4 separate regions of the Sus scrofa genome follow, and regions 2, 3 and 4 are each linked to region 1. The links are chromatin contacts, called in public Hi-C and HiChIP or PLAC-seq maps. All regions are on one chromosome and are shown on one strand. The core of a region is the stretch at or near the end of the contact, and the rest is flanking DNA. Distances in the headings are between cores, read along the strand shown. Region 1 holds the start of CLK4 (dual specificity protein kinase CLK4). Region 2 holds the start of HNRNPH1 (heterogeneous nuclear ribonucleoprotein H). Region 3 holds the start of TMED9 (transmembrane emp24 domain-containing protein 9). Region 4 holds the start of LOC106507311.

Region 1 (2,991 bases), core at 341-2,840:
AATTACAACATCTGATGACTAAAGGTATTATTATGACTACTACAATGCAGTTTTTGCAAAATATATGTGCCTACTTCGGTTTTGCTTTTTCCTTCTACTGTCAGCCATAACTGGCTCATCTGTAACAAGGCAGAATTCTTAACTAGAATTATCAATATGCAAATAATAAACTAAGAATAAGCATCTTGGGAGAGCCAAAGGTTTTTATTTCTCTAGCTAAGTTCACTACTTTTAATTCAACTGTTAGGAAGTCCCCTGTGCGTCCTCTGCCCCCCTCCCCCAACTAATAATGCTCAGAAATATTACCTCAGGAGACCAAGAGAAAAATCCCAAACCCTGGTTACACAGACAAGGTTCTTTCGCATACACAAAAAAGAAAATCTAGAATTGTTACACCATCTCTAATTAATAAAGAATCCTACATGTTATAATCACCAGACATACTTCAATAAAAACAGCAGATAGAATAAATCTACGGGTTTATATCCATCTTAGGAATCTGATTCTCTACTGCCCTTTAACACTCTATATTATTGATTTAAGTGAGCATTCTGATTGACATATCTTATGCGGACAATTTTATGCACTCTCTCTATATTTAATGTGGCTAGAAATATCACAATTAGATGGATCCAAGAGGACTGCATTTAATAAATAACAAGAAGCCGAAGCCTGTGGCTGTATGTATGGAACACAATCACACAAACATAGCTATAAAATAGGACCAGGTGGTTGACCCAGGCAGTTTTGAATGCTGTTTCTTAAGGCTCAGACAAGCATATAGCGGTTGCTTAAGGATCAAGGACAGCAAGCTATACAAGTATCAGAAATACAGATCTGCCGCACAAGGGTAAGCTCCACCTTAGGAAAAATACAGTTCCGCACAAAGGATGAGCCTCTCAGTATTTCTGCCTCTCCCGTGCTCATTTCCACCATCCTGGACTTGCAGACTTGCAGTTCCTCGGACGCCCGGTCGCCGACCCCCGCCTACCCGCCCAGGGCCTTTGGCTCACTCACAGACAGGGACAGATATGCGACTCCGGAAAACACCCAAATGCTACCGGCGACCGAGACCAGGCACAGAGGGGAGCGCTGGGTCTACCACAACACAACCCCCCGCGGCTCTCGAAGGGCCTCCCGACAGGTCCTCGCTGTGGCCGACGGGAGGAGCAAAGGCCTCCGCAGCCTTGATGCGAGCAGCCTGAGCTCCCAGTGAAGAATAAGCAGCAGAGCCGAGGTCTTTCCGCCCTAGGACTTTAAATTTACCATGACATCTGGGCAACTTCAGGTTTTAAAAGCCACGAGCAGAGTTGTGCCGCGAAAGAACTCCGGTCGCCGAGGCCTTGAACCCGGTCGTTTTTCCGACACCTGGCTTTGACTCCTATAAGACTGGGAGGCCGCCCATCCCAGTACACCCCACCTGAAACGTTACCTCCGCAAAAGCAAAAGGCCTTTTGGCCGCGAAAGGCCGCCAAACCGCCGTCTTCTCTCTACAGGCGCTGCGACAAACACCCCACAAAATGGCGGCAGCGCCGTCTCCCTACAACCCCCCGGCAGCCTCTAGCACCACCTACAACCCGCGAACGCGCCTGCGTGACAGAGCTCGCGCGCTCCCGCCGCTCCCCCTAAAGGGCGGGGCTCCTGTGACGTCAGTGGCGGGCCCGGTCCGCCGCAACGCGTCTGCGCGGGGCAGGAGGTCCCCGCCCCGAAACCCGCCGGAGCTCAGGCGACGCCCTAGGTTGTTTTCGTTTTTGGAGTCTAGGTGAAAATTGGAGCGAGTGCCGGCGCACTGGCCTCAGCTGTGGCGTGTCTGTTCCTTCAGGAGAAGTTTTTGGGGTTTTTTTTTTGTCTTTTTGCCATTTTCTTGGGCCGTTCCCGCGGCATGTGGAGGTTCCCAGGCTAGGGATCTAATCGGAGCTGTGGTCACCAGCCTACGCCAGAGCCACAGCCACGCAGGATCCAAGCCGCGTCTGCAACCTACACCACATCTCAGGGCAACGCCGGATCGTTAACCCATTGAGCAAGGGCAGGGACCGAACCCGCAACCTCATGGTTCCTAGTTGGATTCGTTAACGACTGAGCCACGAGGGGAACTCCAGGACGAGTTATTTTGAAGGCAGCACCTCTAGGCAAAGCCAACAATGGCTCCTTTTTCTGCTCTTCAGCCTTTGGCACTTTGGCTGCCTGCCCTCCGCCTACCCAAGGACCTGAACTCTAGACACAGTCACCACAAGAGAGATAAGCCCCCAGACCCGCTCTGTGCCAGGCCCAGGTTGGCGCTGGGGGCAGTTCAGTGAACGAGATTGTGTAATTCAGTCGCTTGGAACTTCTGTCTAAAAATGGGCTCGAAGAGAATGTCTCGGGAAATAAGCTCAGGGGTGCTTATCTTTTTAAGGCCTGTGCACAACAATATCAAAAGAAATTTAAACTGGGACTCCTTTCAAGGTTTTTCCTGTTGTGCCTGGGCAGGATTTGGTAGCTGGAAGTTTCCCTAACAAAGGTTACCACATTATTTGTCCCTATGGGTCAGTTTTATTTAACCAAGGCAGAATAATGTCTGAGAGCTAGTAAGCCCCATTAAGGAGCTTGCTTACCTCAAGGTGTTTTGCAGTTTCTAAGAATCCCTAGTTTGCCGTTGTGAGCCTGTAGAGAGAGAAGAGAGAAAGCCAAAATCATTTCAAGGGACAGAGAGCCTGAGCAGGAATGACCAGAAGGAGAGGAGAGCCAAGAGTATGGTGTCAGAGCAAGCCTAAAGGAGGGAAAGCTTACAGTGCCAAATGCTAGGAAGGAGTCAGGAACTTTTCTGCTAGTACTGAAAAGTGTCAAGGGGATTTCACGTTCTGAAAAACAGTCAATAAAAAAAATCAGAAATCAAATATAGGAGGGCAGAGTTGAACCTCCCAATTATATGGGTCTGTACCTTGTACTTTTTAACCTTGTTAAGTGAAAGAAGGGCACTGTTATTTCGTGATATGACATCACAGAAACTTG
Region 2 (2,991 bases), core at 310-2,809, 770 kb after region 1:
AGCCCCGGACCTTCACCACGAATCCCTCTCCGCCTTCGGTGCCCAACATCATCGTCTCTTAGTGCGTTCGGGCGTCGAAAAAGACTGCAAAGTGGGGATGACGGTCAGACCTGAGAAATGTTAAAATTAAACAGCCTTCCGTTCCGCTCTCGAGACGCCCTGCCGCCCCGCCGCGGCGCCTTAATAAAGGCCGAGGCCGTGCGGACTTCCCGACCCCACATACTCCAACGCCAAACACCCCCTTGGCCAGCGGTCGGGCCCCCGAAGCCGCTCTGTGCACCAGGTACCGGTGCCCCAAGCCAAAGGGGAACCCGGCCTAACGCCAGCGTGGAAGCAAGGAAATGGCGGCGACCGCTTCCGCTCCGCCTCCTCCGACATCTCACACAATAGAGTCAGCGCGGCCTGCAGGCCTCAGCGGCCCTGCCAAGACTCGGCGAACCATTCCTCGCTCCCAACGGCAGGCCGCACCTTGCTAAAGCCTCCCAGGTTCCACAGACTCCTGGGGGTAAACAATCCTCGTAAAAATGGCATCCTTGGAGTCCGCTTCGCGGTAAACACGGAGCAACAAACACTCACCTACACGAACAACTTCGGCGTGGCTGAGAAGAAATGGCCAGCGGGCGCCTGCGCAACCTAAATAAGGCGCTTAGAACAATCTCTGCGCACGCGCAGTCAGGTGGCCGCACCGCCCCGTTGCGTCACACAGAGCTTGGGCGCATGCGTAATTTTACGTTCCAGCCCATCTCCAGGCAGCAAGTTATTAAACGCTGGCGTTTTAGGCTCAGCCCCTCCCACCTCCTTAAACCCGCGGGGCTTTTATGCGCCTGCGCCTTCCCGCGATTATTGCGAGCTTTAGCGGTTTAATTTAGTTTCACGCGCATGCGTCTTCCTTCAAACCGTTCTCTGATCTTACCCGCCAGAAGGGGGGAGGGGAATGGCGGCTGTCAGGTCCTTTATAGGAACTGTACTGTGTACTAGCCTCTGGGTTGTGATGAGGTGCCGCTTAGCCCATTATCTACAGTCCTGGACGACCTGAAGTTACAGGCGCTCCCCGCCCTTGTGCAGCCTATACACCTTTTCTTCCTAGAGCCAGCCCGTGGCAAACAGCGCTGCGGGACTGCGTGCTTCCCGCGCCCGAAGATATCCCGGCGGCGCCGGGAGCGAGTCCTGGGCCTTCCTGCCGCCACTGTTCCTTACCTGTCGTCGTTGGGCCTGGGGCCCCATGCAGAGTCCCTGTGCCCGTGCCTCAGTCTCGTACTCCGCTTTTGCCCTAACGAACTCGCGCTTTGTGACCCCCAGCTGCCCCGCCCCAAGACCTGCGGGCCCTGAACGCCCCGGGCATTAGCACGAGAGGCGGGCGCGGGCATTAGCACGAGAGGCGGGCGCCGTACGCCGAGTCCCGCTGCGCGTCGTGAGTACAGGTTGAGCAGCCAGTGCGCGTTGCTCCGCTTTCTGGAGCGGGTTCCCGCTTGATTTTCCCAAGGCTAAGTAGGAACCGTTTTGTCCATCCCTAGATGGAGACACTCGCCCTGGCGAGACTCCAGGGTCATCTCGTGTGCGCACAGAACTGGAGGCTGGTGATGCTCGTGATTTCCAGTAGCACTGCAGGAATTGGGACCTTGCTCATAGGCTCTCAGTGCTCCCTTTGTCTGATCCTGCCTATCCTCCCCACCTCCAGCCTGGTGGACACAAGCAATAAACACGGAGTACCACAGCAAAGACCTCTCTGAGTGCCACTACTCAGAGATGCAAGAAAGCATGTTTTCGCCCCTGCGATGGTCTGGAGGCCGTATCCAGTTTTAATAGGTTTGAGAAAACTGGAGAGGACATCAGTGGAATAGAGGGAGAAGATGATCCAAGGTCCCAGAAGTAGGCAGGGGCCAATCCTGCCAGGCCATTTAGGCCTTGGCAAAAGTGATAATTACAAGCACAAGAAAAGGTTCTGGCAGGTCTTCAGCAGGGCGCAAGAAGAGCTGTTCGAAAAGAAAAACTCTGCTGCTGGGTGTAAAGGGGACACAGATGGAACAAGCACGGTGAATGCAACTGCCTGCCCTCAATTGCACACGGAGCTAGAGGAAATAGAGGGCATTTTGGCTAAAGTCACTAAGATGGGATTCCCAAATTGTCTAGATCAAAGGTCTATTTCTGAGTGATTCAAAAGCAAGGAGAGGAGTTCCCATCCTGGCTCAGCGGAAAAAAATTCGACTAGTATCCATGCAAACGAAGGTTCAATCCCTGGCCTCGCTCAGTGGGTTAAGGATCTGGCATTGCTGTGAGCTGGGGTGTAGGTTGAAGACCCGACTGGGACCTGGCATAGGATGGTGGCTGCAGCTCAGATTCAACCCCTGGGAACCTCCATATGCCGCAGGTACAGCCCTTAAAAAAAAAAAAAAAGGCAAGGAGAACAGTTTTTGCTCTTGGCCACTGTCTCTCCAAAACATCACAAGACTGTCTTAAGGTTTCCTAACAGGTTACATCATTTGAGAGCTTTGGTCTTATTAAATGACCTAAGAACACTAGTTTCTGGTTAGGTGAAGGAAAAAGCCTGACCCCCTCAAATCATGTCTTTACCTTTCAACAACCTGGCTACATGTCTAAGATGTTTATTTTCCCTAAAGTTTTCTGGGATTTTTTTTCACAGTAAGTAAATGTGATGTGTAATCATCACAGAAAGATAAGATCATTTCCTTGGATAGATTTCTAGAAGTAAACTAGGAAGGACCTAAATATTTTTAGGGCCTACCCTAAATTAAAGGTTTGACAACCCCTCTCAGGGGCAGGTGAGGGTTCCATATCCTTTTGCTTTGCTGACACTGAAAATTCCCTTTCTTTTATCCTCTGCCAATATTTTTATTTTTTGGTCATGCCCAAGGCATGTGGAAGATTCCAGGCCAGGAATCAAACCCATGCCACAGCTGTAACCAGAACCACAGCAGTGACAGTGCTGGATCCTTAACCCACAGAGCCACGAGGGAACTCCCCAGAAGGTTT
Region 3 (2,991 bases), core at 172-2,671, 640 kb before region 1:
TAACACCAAGCATAGGACTTGGCATAAAATATGTGCACAAGTCACAATGATTAAATAAAAAAGTAGTAGCTCTAAACACTCACAAAAAAATGCTGATTCCCACAAATTTGTGAATTTTCCAGTTTTCCTTCTATTGATTTTTAGCTTCATTCTGTTGTTATCAGAGGAGATATTTTGTATGCTATCTTTTAAAATCTAGTAGCTTTAATCTTACTATATGCCTAATATTTTATTTTATAGTAAGGTTTAATCTAAAATATTAGGCATATAGTAAGGTTAAAGGCATTCTGCACTTGGGAAGAATGTGTATTCTGTTGTTGTTAGAATGTTTTAAATATGTCTGTTAGATCTGGTTGGCTTATTGGGTTGTTCAAGCCATCTGTTTCCTTACTTTTTTTTCCTTACTTTTTTTTTTTGTCTATTTTTTTATCCCTTGTTGTAGAAGTTTATTTTTCTCTTCAATTCTGTCAATTTTATTTTACTTTAATTTTTTTTGAGGGGGGTGGGGGCGTACCTGCAGCATATGTAAGTTCCCATGCTAAGAGTTGAATCCGAGCTGCAGTTGCCAGCCTACTCCATAGCCACAGAAATGTCAGATCTGAGCCATGTCTGTGACCTACACTGGGGCTCATGGCAACGCAGGATACTTAACCCACTGAGCAAGGCCAGGGATCATCCTCACGGATACTAGCCGGGTTTGTTACTGATGAGCCACAGTAGGAAATCCTTTTTTTTTTTTTTTTTAAACAGTTTAATATGTGGCTTATGGAAGTTCCTGGGTTAGAGGTCAAATCCGGGCTGCAGCTCCAGGCCTACACCACAGTCAGCAGCACCTGATCTGAGCCGCATCTATGACCTATGCTGCAGCTTGCAGCAACGCTGGATATTTAATCCACTGGATGAGGCCAGGGATTGAACCCACATCCTCACAGAGATCCACTGAGCCACAACAGGAATTCCTATTTATACTTAATAAATTACATTTAAAATAATTACTTACACAAAAGGACTTCTGTCATTTTGCTATTTTTTTTCTATTTCCCTTATAATTTTTTGTCCCTCGTTTCCTGAATTTACTGTCTTTTGCATTACTTCCTGGAGGGAAATGTTTGTATTGTTTCCTTTTGTGTATATTCCTCCCTGCTCCTAATTCGCTCCGTTGACTCAAACTTCGTTAGTTTCATCATCGGTTAAAAAAATAATAATAATAATCATCATCACCAGTAGCCGGGCTGCGACAAGGGTCAGCAGAAAAAAAATTTCAATTCTGCAGCCCCAGCTTACTCCTTTGTAAAAGCTGCGCCCCAATCATGCTCTGCCGCGCCGTGGCCTCGGGGCATCTCGGGACTTGTAGTCCACCCTTCGGAACTCGCTGTTCCGGCAGGCCCCGCGGCGGCAGCGGCGGCAGGGCTACGTGGCGCGGCCCGCTGCGACTGCGCGGGCAGGTGGGGCAAGATGGCTGCGGAGCAGTGCGTGTGGGTTGTCGGGCCCTGTCCCGGAGCCCGGCTGGGTAGGGTCGTCCGGGCCCTCCTGCTGCTGCTGTGCTTTGCGGCCCGAGGAGGTGCACTCTACTTCCACATTGGGGAGACGGAAAAGAAGTGCTTTATTGAGGAGATTCCGGACGAGACCATGGTTATAGGTGCGGGGGAAGGGAGAGAGTTTTCAACAAGACCGCGGTCTTGGGGCGGGTTGTGTGGGAAAGTCACCTCAGTGCCGGGAGCTCCCGGCATCGTCGTGCCCTGGTGGGAGCGGTCCCGACAGCACCTAGCGCTCCTCTGACTGGTCTTGGCCTGCTTTCTTCCAGGAAACTACCGGACTCAGCTGTATGACAAGCAGCGGGAGGAGTACCAGCCGGCCACCCCCGGGCTTGGCATGTTCGTGGAGGTGAAGGACCCAGAAGACAAGGTGAGCTGGCCCCTTAGCCCCGCCGAGCCCTCCACCCTGCACTTGAGCGCAGGCGCTGGTACTTCCTCTCTTGGTTTCCGGATCTGCTAAACTGGTAAAAACAGTTGGTGTTGCGGGAAGATCCTGGGTTTTCACTTGAGAGCAAGCTTGGGCTGCTGTAGTGCTAGCTACTTCTCTCAACTACTTAGTGACCCATGTATGACTCCGCCAAGTTAGTTATCTTCCCCGAGCCATTCTGGTCTGTGAAATGGAAATCCGTGTACTTTATAGATGTGTTGGGTGGATTAATTGTGGTTCTGGAAAGAGTTTTGTCAACTCTAAAGCTAGGGCATATAAACTTTTGGATTTCACAGAAATCCAAAAAGTTTCACACAGCGTTCCAAAAAGAATGAGCAGCTATTAATTTGACAAATAAGGATTAAAAAAAAAAGTTCAGATGTCACTTTTCACTTAAAAAAGTCACACCAAAAGAGTTGAAAGAGTATGAGCTATGAATAAGGGAAAGCCCTTTCCAAGAGTGATCACATGCCAACTTAATGTCAGATTCCTCACCCCTGCTCCAAATAGTTTGAAGACAAGTTTTTGGCAACTGCTGCTAAGCAGCTTTGGACCTTTCAGTATTGTGGGATGCCTGAGGCTCTAGCTGTCAACTTTTGAGGCACTTAAGCACTGTTCAGCCTCATCCTTACCGTAATACTCACTGAAGCCCCTTCTCTCCAGGTCATTCTGGCCCGGCAGTATGGTTCTGAAGGCAGGTTCACCTTCACCTCCCATACGCCTGGTGAGCACCAGATCTGTCTTCACTCCAATTCCACAAAGTTCTCCCTTTTTGCTGGAGGCATGCTGGTAAGTGGACCCACGTGGGACTTATAGCTTTTAGCCTCTATCCCTTGGTGGGAACTAGGGACCAGTGGTACAGGGGGTGTGAGATGACTGTGTCAGGTTTTGTGTCTCCTAATAAGACTGGGTTTCCAGTGAATATTCAGGGAATGGTCACAGAGCTTTTCACATATACTTTGGTCAAAGCATCAGCCAAAGCTTATTTTTGCCTGTGGGCTTAAATGGGGCTGGACACTGACAAGGCCT
Region 4 (2,991 bases), core at 278-2,777, 530 kb before region 1:
TAACTCACATTATTTGTCTGGCCCCCGAAGGCATCTGAATTTGCTTCCCCAGACGGCTTTGGCAGCAAAAAAACTTAGCGACCAATTCAGTGGCTAACAAGCCAGAGACCTTGGGTAACCTCTCGGAGTGCTATTTTGCTCAGCCTCAAAAGGGAATAATACTGCTTACCTAAGAGGAGGCGGTGAGGATCAGGGAGATGATGGATTGAACACGCCTCTTCGGAAGCTGTTGGGTTCTGGAAACCGAGAGGGCCGGGTGAGGCCAGGAGGACTAGGAGGCGGAGGAGGGTGGGCTGGGCGCCCTCTGGGGGTGTCGGCCGCACTCCGGGCTTCGACTCGGCCAGTGCCCGAGCCCGCGCGCCAGGGACGGTCTCCGCGCAGAGCGCAACCCTCTGGGGGCTCCGGTGCCACCGCTGCGCGGCGCTTCTGCGGGCAGGGCTAGGCTGGAGCCACGAACCCGGGCGGGGCTCAGGTTGGCACGCGGTGGGCGGGGGTGGTCCCCCGTCCCCGCCTCCCACATCCGGGGGCCCGGGCCGGTCCCCGGGCCGGCAGCGCGCGGGTGAGTCAGGCCGGGTTTTCCCTCCGCCTCTGGGGCAGGCGAGCGAGCACTGCCGATCGCGTCCCTCCCTCGCCAATCCGGCTCCGGCGCCCGCCCGCGTTTTCCTGGCGCCTGCTGCCCGGCCGCTCCGGCCCGGCTCGCAGTCTCGGCTGGAGCCGGTGCCCTGGAGGGAAGGTTCAAATCCGCGCCAGGGAGCTGCAGCGCGCGAGGGGTGCGGAGCGGCGCCAGCATGGTGAGTGGGGAGCGACGGGGGCTAGGGCCAGGGCTGGGGGCTGGACTCGCGGGGTGGGACCGGCCGGACTCGCGGGGTGGGACCGGCCGCGGAGGTCTAGCTCTCCCAGCGACCTTGGCCAAGCTGCAGCCCTTCGCCAGCCGTGGTTACATCTGAGAAGTGGGCGGGGGTGGCAAGGTGTGGTGTGCGCCCAGGTACCCCTGCTTCCTGACACCGAAGCACCGAGGTGCGGGATCAGGGACTATGTGGGATCAGGGATCATCCGCGATCAGGAACGCCCCGCTGGAAGGGCAGGCGGCAGGTCACGCTGCTCTCAGTAACCCATGCAAATGCTCTTTCCTGGGAGCAGCGCCTGGGATCCCCGCGCTGCTAATGGTTATAGGGCAGGCGCCCTTGGCGCGGGAGTATGACCTCGTCTTCCATTCCCCCAGCCCATCCGCTCAGGTCAGGCCCTAGAGAAGGGCCTGGAAGAGATGTCCCCTCCCGCCTCCGGGTAGCTTGAGGATCTCCCGTAGTTCTGGGGAGCCTTGTCTCGGCCACAGCCTTTCCCAGGGAAAGTCCATGGAGATGACAACCTCGACTGCCCCTCCACCTTTCCCACCAGACTCCTCTCCTGCCCTCTTCTGCTCCCTCGAGATACCCCTTTCCTCCAACCTCTGCCCCTTACTGGTGGCAGCTGCCAGCCTGCTGCCAGGGGTCCCGCGGATAGGGGACACTCCCAGGTCTGGAGCACCATCCCAGTCTGGCCACAACCTTTGGCCAAAGTGAGAGCTCACCTGAGGCCAGGCGGAAATCTGGGCCCTGACTGCAGCTGGAGAAAGGACTGGGACCTGTGATCTCCCGCTGGGCAACTGCCCTCGCCCACCCCAGGCAGTTTGGGGCTCTCTTCCCTTGCCACAGGGGCTCAGCCTGTCCCACCGCCTAGGTTCTCTCGCTCTGTCCAGCCTAGGCAGGGAGAAGAGGCAAGAGGCCATCCTGGGCCTGGTGATCAGCCTCCTCCCAAAGCCCTCCTGGGCAGGGCTCCTCTGCCTGCCGGCTGGCTCTGTGTAGGTGTGTATGTGCCAGACTGAATGAATGCAGCCAGCTACCGCCAGCGCCTCTAGAGCTAGCAGCTTCCAGGGCTCAGAGTCCCCATGGCGGGGCTTCCACTATTCCTGACCCAGGGGCAGGCAGGGGGGATTCTAAGCAGAAGGGACTGGGATCCCAATCCCCAAGAGTGCAGGTGATTGGGAAAAGCAGGTGTGGGGAACTGAGCAGATGTAACACACAGCAGTGTGTGCCCGTGAAGGGCAGCTGGTGATCCCTGGCTGGGGCAACCTGGGACACAAGAGAGGGTCTTGCCTGGGGAGTTGGAATGGCGGGTCATATGGGATCTTAGACAACTCACTTCTTCTTTCTGGGCCTCAGTTTCCCTATCTGTAAGGTGGAGTGAGGATAACTTCTGTCCTGCCTACCTCATGAGGCTGTTGTGGAGATGAAATGATTCAATGGTATAGCTGATAAAAACGTCAGTGACTATATAGTGATACTGAGAATCATTCCTCCAGGGTTTAGACGCTGGACTCTGCCTCTTCAAGTGTCCCAGTGGGGCTAAGGAATGTCAGTCCCCTCCCTGGGCCCCTTCACCCATTGCCCCCTCTTTTGGAGCTAGTACATTCCTGTCCCATTCCATAGGGGCAGCTGCAGACACACCCCTCAGCAAATCTGATCCCCCAGCAGGTGGTGGGACCCTCCCTTGGGGCCAGGGCTCAGGCAGGCGGGGCTAAAGGCAGGCCATGGGGCTAAAGGCAGCCATGGCCGGACTGGGAGCTTCCTGCCGAGTGCTCTGGGATGTTCCACTGCAGAGGATGCACAGTGTGGTCAGGGAAGGTGTCTAAGCTGGGGAGCCTTTTCACTTTCTCCTGTGCAGCTGAACATGACCTTAGGCACATTATTTTACCTCCTGGGCCTCAATGTTCTCTTCTGAAGTAGGGGAATGACAATATTCCCTCTTGTGTGTATTGTGAGTGTGTGGTAGGCCCAGGTCAGCAGACCCACCAAGGCACCCACTAAGGGACACTGTGGTGCCTACCTGCATGTCCTCTCTTTTTCTACTTCATGGCCAGGGCGGTCCCCCAGCCTCATTCTCCCGACTCCACCAAGGGTTGGTCCAAAGGAGATGCGCCTGGTGTCTGGGGCTCAGTGCTGCTGGCTAATCTTG

What was found. A called contact is a pair of places that touch in the nucleus more often than the background predicts. HiChIP or PLAC-seq counts read pairs in DNA pulled down with a chosen protein or histone mark.
Region 2: a Hi-C map of liver shows a contact between it and region 1, with 1.7 times the contacts expected there. The contact joins the promoter of HNRNPH1 here to the promoter of CLK4 in region 1. A contact is called at or near these places in 1 of 5 promoter capture datasets (liver) and 1 of 47 Hi-C or Micro-C datasets (liver).
Region 3: a contact with region 1 is called in an H3K27ac HiChIP or PLAC-seq map of skeletal muscle, with 5 times the contacts expected there. The contact joins the promoter of TMED9 here to the promoter of CLK4 in region 1. A contact is called at or near these places in 1 of 5 promoter capture datasets (liver) and 2 of 2 datasets of contacts at active chromatin or transcription factors (alveolar macrophages and skeletal muscle).
Region 4: an H3K27ac HiChIP or PLAC-seq map of skeletal muscle shows a contact between it and region 1, with 5 times the contacts expected there. The contact joins the promoter of LOC106507311 here to the promoter of CLK4 in region 1. A contact is called at or near these places in 2 of 5 promoter capture datasets (fetal skeletal muscle and liver) and 1 of 2 datasets of contacts at active chromatin or transcription factors (skeletal muscle).

What each region holds. Positions count from the first base shown.
Region 1 is chr2:79,728,059-79,731,049 of Sscrofa11.1, reverse strand. It overlaps CLK4 (dual specificity protein kinase CLK4), which reads right to left and starts at 1,590. Exons shown (of 13, transcript XM_021084353.1): 1 at 1,433-1,590. It also overlaps the pseudogene LOC106507310.
Region 2 is chr2:78,960,024-78,963,014 of Sscrofa11.1, reverse strand. It overlaps HNRNPH1 (heterogeneous nuclear ribonucleoprotein H), which reads right to left and starts at 1,559. Exons shown (of 14, transcript XM_021084330.1): 1 at 1,198-1,559; 2 at 1-84. The coding sequence starts at 52.
Region 3 is chr2:80,366,864-80,369,854 of Sscrofa11.1, reverse strand. It overlaps TMED9 (transmembrane emp24 domain-containing protein 9), which reads left to right and starts at 1,421. Exons shown (of 5, transcript XM_003123674.4): 1 at 1,421-1,639; 2 at 1,805-1,905; 3 at 2,626-2,751. The coding sequence starts at 1,456.
Region 4 is chr2:80,261,248-80,264,238 of Sscrofa11.1, reverse strand. LOC106507311 reads right to left here and starts at 1,527. Exons shown (of 3, transcript XM_021085150.1): 1 at 1,459-1,527; 2 at 170-812. The coding sequence starts at 1,527. N4BP3 (NEDD4-binding protein 3) reads left to right here and starts at 334. Exons shown (of 5, transcript XM_003123673.4): 1 at 334-791.